Linked DNA regions of Zea mays: region 1 is linked to region 2. Evidence: chromatin contacts called from public Hi-C data. All regions are on one chromosome and are shown on one strand. Each heading gives the region's core, a stretch centred on a gene start, on an enhancer-like site or on the middle of the called end of the contact. The rest is flanking DNA. Distances are from core to core; before and after follow the strand shown.

Region 1 (5,244 bases), core at 2,389-4,888, 290 kb after region 2:
AAAACACATATTATTAACTCCACACAGCACACATAATAATGTGTCCTAGCCTTGCACATAATATCAAGTTCAAGGCTTCTACAAAATCCACACGTACTTAGCCCACAATTCATTGTTCGATGTGGTTCAAGCAAAAGAGCCGCCCAAATCTACCTACTAATTACCCTCACACTCTAGAGAACTTCTCACTGGCGAAATTGCGAGCCCAAATTAACTTGTGGTCGAACGGCAACTTGTTGAAGGCTCTAGCAATGTGAGGGTGCGCCACCAAATAATTGAAATACAGAGATATGTGGGTCTGCTCAAAACCTGCAAAGTTTAGCAAATTGTCAAAAACAATATATGCTGGTAAGTGGTAACTAGAGTTACAACCAGATTTAGTGGCTGCATTGTGTAGGTACTATCAAAGATCAATAGAGCATTGCAACTGCATCATAAGATTCAACAGAAGATAGTAAAGGGGAAGATAAAGCTTCTGTGGTTCAGACCAAAGAAGCTGCTGTTTTGTATGGCACATGGTTATACAAGGTTAGCAAAGAAGGTGCTATTTTGCATGCTGCTTGTATGGTTCGGACAGCAACCTATGTCCAAAATACATTTCAGGTTTCATAAACCACCATGCAAAACAGGTTTCAGGTTACATTATACACAACATCTTTCTTTTTACCAAAAATCACCAAAAGCATAGACAACATAGAAAACAGGTTTCAGGTTTCCACAAACCACCAAAAGCAACATACACAACATAGAAAACAGGATTCATGTTTCAACATACAAACAGAGCACACACCTGGAAGGTTTAGCAAATTGTCAAAAAGATCATCTGGTACATCAGTGTCCCATGTGGCAACCTTCTCAATAGCATTGGATAGCTTATCCGCGACACTTTTGAATGCAGCAATCAACTCCTCTTCACTGTCACGTTTTTTTGCCTTCTTGTTGCTCTTGCTTGCAGAAGATGTTGCGACATTATCATCACAAGCGAACTGCCTTTTAGTGAAAGCACGTGCCGTCACCTCTTCATTTTCAGTTTCATCATCTTCACCTAGACCTGCACTGGAATCCTTTGCAAACTTACATGTGGCCATGGTATTTCCAAATATTGTTTGCATCTCATCAAAGTGTTCAAAAGGCTTGTTTAAACAATCAGCATCGCTTTTGTCATCCTACAGTTGGATAGGAAACAATAATAGTCAGCAAACAACTCATATGTCCTACCATAACTTATATACTTACAGAAGAAAGAAACTTTCAGAAAGAGGAAATGTTAAATTCAGAAATGAGTGGCACTAGTCCACCTGTGATGAACTAAAGATAACTATGGAGTATGGACCAACAACACAATAACTACATGAAAAGCTCAAGTGATGGCTGCAGCGACAGCAAAACCTGTTGCCTCTCGTCAGCACGCTGTCACAGCTCAATTCACTCAGGAACTACTACCTCTAGCAGCACAATCTGATAGCAAGCCTGACGGTATCCAGTAACAATCTCAGTATTCACCACCTGCGACTGCTATACATCTATCATAGATTGTTTGCTTAGATAAGTTTTTACAGGTTACAACACATCAAGAAGCGTGAAAACATGCTGGTCCAAACAGCCAAAAAGATAAGACCAGGCAACAAATCTAAAGCAGCCCCTTTTATAAAGGACTGAGGAAAAGATAGGAACTGACAGAACCATCGGCATGAAGTGGTGAGTATAAACATATTGCAGGTAGAGGATGTTCCAATGGTACCTTAACATAACCATTATAGTGCTCTTCATCCAGAGTAATAACAAAATTATCTTCATCCCAGCCTGTACCACTCACATGCAATGGTGCATAGGTAATCTGTGCGCTCCTTGCATTTCGTTTTCTTTTTCTAGACGCAATAATCACGGCCATCATTGACAGTAAGTTATGTGCAGCAGCAACACAAACTGCAACCTTGGTCCTCTTATCCATCTACATTTAAGCATCAAATACAAAAAAAACATATGGCACATCATAATGAATCTGGAATCACATCATTATGCTATGTATTCACAAGTACATATAAGTTCATTGTTTGTGGAAATAATCTCAAGCAAGCAACAATCGAACTGATCTGTATATATGCAATGTGTTAGGGAATCTGTACCTTGCAACTTGAGCAAACAAATCCGATTTGAAAGGAAAGGCTGGAGGAGGCTTGACTCCCTTTGAGGGCGGATCTGTTCATTGGATGAGAATGTGAGACAACATATACAAAACGATGTTTCTACTGTGAAGCAACAAATAATAGATAATAATGAAACTTCGAAAATGCAAGTCGTATCTCTCGAAAGGCCACGTTTGTTCCTTTGAAACATTCTGTTTCAAAAGAATTGCGTGATGATTTTTTAATACTTGCAGACAAGTTGTTGACGAACCTCAGGTGACAAAAAATCTGTTTCAAGCAACAAAGATGAAAGCAGCCAAAGGCCCTAAAATTTTTGTGGGGTTTCTAAAAGTGATAGTAATCGTGCTGGAGACATACTAAAAGCTACTATGCAATGTAGACTTGAGTAGAGAGAGATATTTTTATTTAAATGAGCCACAAGAAGCTTGGCACATGTGCAAAAATACTTATGGTTCTAGAAAAGAAAAAGAAACATGTAGCTCTGCTCCAACACATCAGCTGCAGTTTATAGATTTGAGTAGAGAGAGATATTTTTGTTCATTGGATGAAACTGTTTTAGAAAACATTTTATAAAGCAACTTTTCATAGTAGAACAGGTAGAGGGAGCTAGTAGGATACGCTACTCTTTTTATCACGGCATTTAAATTTCAAGAGCAAGAATTCACTCAATAATGCCCTAAAACGTTTGGAGAGGAATCCAGGACCCCTTCCAGATCGTGACTATCTCATCTCAGCTGATCATCAGCCATCATGATCATGGCTGTTCCTATAGAAAGAAGTAAGAAAAAAAATTAAAATCTAGCTGAAGGCATCTCCTGCTGATGCATCCATATTCCTTACATAACTCCAGCAGCCCACTGCCCAACAGATCCAAAGCGGAGGTTCAGACCATCGCCTTTCCATCTGTTCTCCCCTGTTTTCGTGAAAAAAGACTGAGGCTATCTCCTTTCGGAAAAAAAAAAGACTGAGGCTATCTCCAGCAGATCCCATCTACAGTTCAGCGTTACACGGTCTAATGGAGACACTCTCTGCCTTCTGTCCCTGCTCTAGCCTCTAGCAACTATTCCTTAAACCCACGGAGGGTCCAGGTCCAACTCCGAGAAAGGCAGCCAGCCAGCGAGAAGGCTCGGCCGCACGTGCCTCGCGGCGTCCACGCACCGCGCCGCCAGGCTCAGCGCCACGACCACTGCGCCGGGCGCAGGATTCAGTGAGGCACAGGGAGCATGATGAGGAGAGCAGAGGGAAAGGAAGTCGTGGACTCACCGAGATTCGCAGGGGATGGATGGCCGGGGCACCGAGCCCCGCGGCTGGGTAGACTCGCCGGCGGCGGACACGGGATGAAGGAATGGATGTTTGGTTTACTGTGACTAATTTTTAGTTATTTTAGTTTTATTTTGTTATAATTTCTAAATTATTAAATACGTTAAAATATGAGATAAAATAAAGAATCCCCTGAATGGGCTCGTTTGTGTAGCCCGGCAACACGAGCCAATTTGGCGGATGGGGTTCGTTTGTGTCGGGGTTTCCTACGGCCCACCTTAAAATACCATCCTTCGCCTTCCGTGACTGAAATTCTGTGTACTAGACCTACAGTTGTTCCATTGCCAGATTCAGCCACACATCTGAAAAAACAAAAACAAAAAACGGGCTTACTGATAACCATGTAGCTAGCGACCATGCTATCCGTAATAATAATAGTTTTATTTATTGAGCGCCATTCGGGAAGCACGCGGTGATGACGCCAGCAAGGCTTCCCCCGCGCCAGCGAGATCACACAAGAACCAAGACCAATTCCTGTTGTTCGCTTGGATAAGAACGGAAGAAACAGAGGACTCGGTCCTCTTCACGGAAGAGTGCTGTTGCTGCATGCTGCCCATGCATGCACGCCATTAATTCGTGGCTTCTGCCTTATATTTATTCTTCCCATGGGCATGGCCTCCAGAGAGAGACAAAACGCGATCTGAAAAATCCACATCAATCTCCAGCTGCTGGCCGTAGGCGGTATAGCATACAGTCCAGACAGTCAGATAGAGAGGCACCTCATCAGTCGTGCATTATTGCCCTCTTGTACGTACACGGCAGTTTTAAGTGAGTTTTCTTATCCCTGTGCTATCTGTAAATACATACTTTGTACTGATATGTTATTACACTATAGATGAAAGACTTATGTATATGCTTCGTCGTAATTTAAAGTTCTTTTTTTGGTGAGTTCGTTCGATTTTTTTTTTTTTTTTGTAGATTGAAAAAATATGGCCGAGAACGAGGGTAGGTTCCGCTGGGATTCGAATCTGGACACTTTTTTTTGCAGGAGCTGCGTTCAATTGCTTGACGACGGGCTAATAACCCAGAGGCAGCCCTCCTTACATGACGAGGCTCTGGAATACTTGTCGCAAAAATTTTCTACGGTGAATTCAACAGTTTCAAAAAAGACTCTGATGAACAAATGGAACTGTATGAAACAGCTGTATGACAGTTATGTTCTGTTTCGTATCCACTCGTCAAATATGGGAGAGTTGAAAAGCCGCAGGATGTACATAAAAAAGACAAAGGTATTCTCTTGCACGTATCTCTTTGATTAAATCTAATTAATTGTATTGTTCAAGTATTAGTATATTCTAATTATATATATGTTTGTTTGTTTCATTTTTCTAGAAATGTGCGAACGTATTTAAGCATATGATAAATGAACCACCTAAGAATTTGGATCTACTTAAAAGATTGTTCCACGACGAAGATCAAGGGACACCGCCATCATCCCCGCCACACCCATCGTTCGAGCCACAGTCATCGTTCATGCCAGAGTCGTCGTCCCCGCCACAGTCGTCATCATTCATGCCAGGGTCGTCGTCCCCGCCACAGTCGTCAGTGTCATCCTCGTAACTTTCCTTTATTTTATGGATAGGGTATGCATGTATATCCTACCACATTTAGGGACGAATGTTGATACCCGAATTGTTAGGACAAGTTTAATAATATTTTTAAATTATATATATGTATGAAATTTGATGTCAATCTTTTATCAAGCACATTATTACAGATAAGAAAAGAATTTGCATAAATTGTTTTATGCATTGTTTCCTCCTTGCAACAAAAGCGG
Region 2 (5,504 bases), core at 983-3,482:
TCTGCTATGAAAATTTTGTTTTGGACTAGCGTAACAAGCAAAGAATGTGTGTTTATTTTTGGTTTTGGTCTTCCACACAACTACACAAGGTTGGGGTCAAACAGCAAGAAGGAACCCTTGAATTGTGAAAGGTAGGCTGATTTTGAGGTGTAGAAGCTATCTTTTGTCCATCTCCAGCCGATGGTGTTAAGGTTGTTTGCCAGGAGCTCGACCTGCTGAACTTGTGACCAAAGATCAACAAATTAGGTGACATGGACCACTGTAGCAATATTGTGAGCCAGAATGCAAATCCACCTCCCACCTGAGAGTCCAATGGCGACAGAGTCGTTCTTGCACCTAATCAGCTTGAACAAGGGAATGGTGCTATGTATTTGGGCGTACTTTGGTTGAGCCACTTGTCTTGCCAAAATAGGCCTTGTTGTCATCTCCAGTTGAAATGAAGGCAGGTTTCAAGAAGGCTTGGAAGTTCAGCGCCTGCCCATGGTTTGGACTTTTCAGTCCAGTCTAACCAAAGCCACTGTAGGCGAAGTGTGCGGCCCCCGCGGCTGAATTTTCCAAGGTCCAAGATGCCAAATTGAGGGGTGCATGAAGTGTTTCCAAGCTACAAGACATTGGCCACCGCTCGCATTGTCACGCCCCATCCAAAGGAAGGAACCGCATATCCTACCAAACTGCTTTTTGGCCCATTTGGAGAAGATAAAATCAATGAACGTGTATCTTGGAACTGATGAGGGAACCGAGTTGAACAAGTCAGCCGGCCTTTCCAGCTAGGTAGTATTGTCCCGGTTTTATCAATGATAGGCTGAATATGTGCTTTGGTGAGTTTTCTTAGGCCGAGATATTGGCAAGAGAGACAAGAACTGCCCCGGTAAAGTGGTAAGCATAAAATGATTTGGTCGATGTTGACTCCCTCACAACTAATTGGCAGGATGGAGCATTTTTGTAGGACCATGACCAGCCCAGAAGCCTGTCCAAAAGTGTCGAGGATGTGGCAAATGGTGTCCAATTCTGGCAAGCTGTGATGATGAAAATAGCTGCATCATCTGGGTATAAGGAAATGTGAAGATTGGGCTCTTGTGAGCCAATGAGAGCAGGCATAACTTGTTCTGAAGCTAGCTCAATCATGCGGTCAATCGCTAGGATAAAGAGCATTGATGAGAAGGGGCTACCTTGTCAAATTCCCTTGCTATGTGCCCATGTGTAAGCATTCGCTGGGGATCTCGTTGAAGAGATCCCCTGAGGTTGCTATTCCGAGAGAGATAGAGATCCAGTGCCACCATTATAGGCCAAACCAAACCTTTGGAAAAGTTCAAGGAGATAACCCCAGATAACTGAGTCGAAGACCTTAGCAATGTCTAGCTTTAGGAACAGAGGGAATGTTTTACGTGTGTATAGGCAACAAATTGTGTTCTAGACAAATAGAAATTGTCTTGGATACAATGCTTTTTCATGAAGGCACTTTGGCAGTTTGATAGTTGACACGATGCCACGGAGGTGTAGTGCCAATCTGTTTGCAAGAAGTTTGGGGAAGATTTTTGCAATGCTGTGCATAAGGCTATGGGCAGTAATCTCCCACATGTAGGTCGTCATTTTTTCGGAAAGAAAATGATGTGTGCTGTATTAACCATCCTGAAGCTCCCAGGTCTCAGATTATGGAGGCAGCCAAAAGCTTCTGTGTCAGATACTCAGATCAATGTATCCCAATTTCCCGTGAATAGGTGAAATGCTACTGCATAGGCTCCCATGACTCCACAATGTGGATGTCTACCGTACCGAGGGAGCAAGTAGAATTCGCTCGTTGCGCGACTTCAAAATTGTACATGCCTTAGCCTTAACTGGAAGAAAAAGTAATGGTCTGGAAAAAAATCGATCACGAGCATTCTAGGGTAGAAAAGGCATCTACTGTTACAAAAACAACTAGGGAAGGCACCCTGGCCGGCGCGTGCGAGATGGGTTTACCGGACAAAGCGCTTGGAGATGAGGGGCTGGGCGCCGTACTGCAGGGTGAGGAGGGCCAGGTAGAGCGCCACCTTGCGCCGGCTCGGCGCGGCCGCGGCCGCGGCCGCCGGAGCGGACGAGGAGCCCATCCGGACTCCGGCGCGTTCGCTCGGTTCCAATCCAGCAACCAAAATGCGCCCGGCGCGCCGCCCCTATTTCGGAAACTTCTCCTTTCCTTTACCAAGCAGACGAGCGCAAACTTTCTGGTCTGATCGATCTGATCTGAATATCTGATGCTGGAACAGTGGGGGCACAGGGAACCAGGACGAAGACCGGACGAGCACGCCTGCCAAGTCGCGCTCACGTTTGCGCGGCTGGGGGGCAAGGGCAATGGGCTCGGTTTGATCGAATGAATTTGTTCACGTGTGCAAAGTGTTGTCTGTAAAAATTTGGGAAGGATTTATAAAACTGTTTTGAATACAGAGAAATACTCAATACTAGCATAGGCGGATCTAGGAGAGGCTGTCCGGATTGCAGCCCCTGTCGGCCCTCAATCACACCTATATTATATTGTCATCAATAATTAATATTTATATTGTATCATAAATATAGTTTACAAAACTTAACTAAAATAGACCACAACCTTCTCCTTAACCACAAAATTTATCATTTTCATCCGACATTCATCCGTGCCACTAGGGCGGAAACGAGCTGACCTTGACTCGGTACAGCTTGGTGGCTGACCGAGCTCGGCTCGGCTCGTCCATTTCATGAGCTGGAGAGATAGGCTCAGCTCGAAGGTGGCTCGCGAGCCACACCCTGATATATATAATTGCATTATATAGTGAATTATTAATATATAAATATGAAATAAATAGATCTCATTCATAATTATGAATAATCTAAATTATAAATTGTCATATATCTATGATAAAACACTATGGAATAAATTGACTATCTATAAAATTATTCAATATTCATCATTATTCTACATATTAAGTAATTTGGCACAACTCGTGAGTCAAAACGAGCCAGCTTGGCTCGCTACAACAACAAGCCCAAAAGGTTGGCTCGGCTCGGCTCGTGAGCCACTTTGAGCCGAGCCGAACTGGTTCGAACTGTGTTGTTTCAAGAAGGAATTGTTGTTTCAAGATATGTTGACCTCTCACCAGTAACACTTGTTTAAGTAGGGAAATGATGTTGACATTTTTGTTAAAAAAATAAATAAACAACTACAACTTGTACCTATTACTGAAATAGCTAATGAAACCCAGCCATGATGTAAGAAATCCATGGCAATGAGAAGTTTCCACACTTAAACTAGAAAATTGAAATGCACTTCAAAGGAAGATCAAACAGAGATACTAGCACTTCCATGGGTGCTGAAGGCTCCCACATGAGTGGTGCATGGAGAAGGGAAGCAAGTCTCCCCACACAAAATGCAGAGAGGCTACTTCAAACCCATGATGCATCTTTAAAATACTATGTACTGTGTAGAGTTGCAAACTAGCCTATGGCTGAATAGATGTTTTGAATCCCTACCTCTACAGGAACAACACTGCTATCTCGCAATTGGAGTGCCCTCCCAATTACTACTCCCCCAAAAAGAAATGGCTATACCCAGTAGATGTGATAATCGTGCAAAGATAGAATCTCTGGCATCTAATGGCATAGTGGAAAGAACAATTCATACATGAGGAAGCCGACAACAACCGGGCAATTTCAACTCTAATCCTAAGCTTGATTGAATCGGTATCCAAATCATCTAATAACAAAGAACAAGGACTAGATCTAGACATGGAGTAAGTTCAAATTCAATCGCAACAAAGATACCACGGATTGATACCACCACAATCGAAGAGGGGAGCTCGTTCATACCGTTATCAGGCTGAGGCAGAGGAGGCCGCCAGTTGCCGCTGGAGCGATCATGGTGAATGTGTCCATTAATGTCCCTTGACCGGTTCCAATGTGCCATCGTGAGGATGAAGAGAAAAAGCATTGCACCCCAACTCCACGAACAATTCGCCGGACGGCACCAGACGCAACCACACCAATGGCGCAATCGAAATTAGATGTTTGAAGTGCATTTCAATTTTGAAGTGCATTTTAATTTTTTTCTCAGTTTGATCTTCCTTTGAAATGCATTTCAATTTTCTAGTTACAGTATCAGAAATTTCTCATTGCCATGGATTTCTTACATCATGGCTTGTTTCATTAGCTATTTCAGTAATAAGTTCAAGTTGTAGTTGTTCATTTATTGTTTTTATACAAAAATGGTCAGCATCATTTCCCTACTCAACCAAGTGTTACTGGTGAGAGATCAACATATCTTAAAACAACAATTCTTTATGGTAATTAGAGAATGCGAGATGGCCAACATGTAAAGGTTGCACTGCCAATGAAATTATAATCACAGGACATAATCTTTTTGCTTTCTTAGAAATTAAGGAAACAAATATATACAAGAACTTGTTTGGCGACTCATCTGTCTAGACGACACCTTGAGTGACCACATAATAGCTTCTAAATGCATCCTTATTAATGGATCAATTCAAATGTTTTTTTGCAATTGTAAACATGGATGATTGTAACAATTTTTATCTCTAGGAACTATTTTTAAATTTAGTCTGGTATCTTCCAAATTTGCATGTTAGAATGCTAATCAATCTAGCTGTTTGGGGCCTTCCTTTTCCGAAGGTCCTCAAAAACACGACTAACCATTTGCATCTAGCATAATGTTGATTATTACAGGGGCTTCATCACAAACAAAGGTTTAAGATGGGAGTTTTCTCCTCCGTCGAAGGTCTTCAAGACGAAGATATAGCCCGAAAATAACAACAATGAGCGCCGAAGTTATAATCAAAGAGTAACAACTTCGGCTTAAAGTGGTGTCGAAGATCAAGCATGATGTTGAGCCGAAAATGAAAAGACTAGCTAGTCCCTAATGGTTTAGGCTACAGTTATGAACTAATGTTAAGGTCACAAATGTATTTTTACCTGGGCTGCGTCCCGTGCCTATAAATAGGTGAACAGTACCACGCTGGACTGTAATTGCTCTCGTGTCAACACCTTCGATCAAGTCAAAGGTATCAGTGTAATAGAAATATTATTGATATTCATATGTTCATCATGAAATAAATATATAAATCGACAATGAATGGATAATATTTATCATCTTTATTCTTACGAATGATGAAGGTGTGTCCTTCATAACATTCGTCTGAATATCATTATATCCGAAAGGAGATGATGCTTCATAGAACGAAGGTCCCTAATCCTTAACAATTGTGTTGCCTTGTTCTTGATTCACAACATTTGAGAACAAGTGGCCAACATTGGCGCCCACCTCCGGTGAACTCAAACGACCACCTTCGACGACAGCTCGAGCAACCACCTTCGTCATGCCGCCGAAGAAGGCAACAGCGCCAGGGACTGCCCTTGCACCGCTGGACATCAACCAAGAAGGGCTCCCTCTGAGAGAAGCCCGAAACCAAAAAAGGAAGGCCATCAGCCCAACACCACAAGTGGAGGAGTTAGACCAAGAGATCAGAGACCTAGAGGCCATA

What was found. A called contact is a pair of places that touch in the nucleus more often than the background predicts.
Region 1: a contact with region 2 is called in a Hi-C map of leaf, with 4 times the contacts expected there. The contact joins the promoter of LOC100383737 here to the promoter of LOC100282085 in region 2. A contact is called at or near these places in 4 of 25 Hi-C or Micro-C datasets (all in leaf).

The regions. Positions count from the first base shown.
Region 1 is chr5:179,337,974-179,343,217 of Zm-B73-REFERENCE-NAM-5.0, forward strand. LOC100383737 (10A19I.15) reads right to left here and starts at 3,639. Exons shown (of 5, transcript NM_001176374.1): 1 at 3,411-3,639; 2 at 2,127-2,199; 3 at 1,742-1,951; 4 at 791-1,166; 5 at 1-309. The coding sequence starts at 1,951. The coding sequence ends at 167. It overlaps LOC103627327 (a long non-coding RNA gene), which reads left to right and starts at 3,761. Exons shown (of 3, transcript XR_553538.4): 1 at 3,761-4,235; 2 at 4,386-4,696; 3 at 4,800-5,244.
Region 2 is chr5:179,050,335-179,055,838 of Zm-B73-REFERENCE-NAM-5.0, forward strand. LOC100282085 reads right to left here and starts at 2,233. Exons shown (of 7, transcript NM_001154998.2): 1 at 1,960-2,233. The coding sequence starts at 2,087.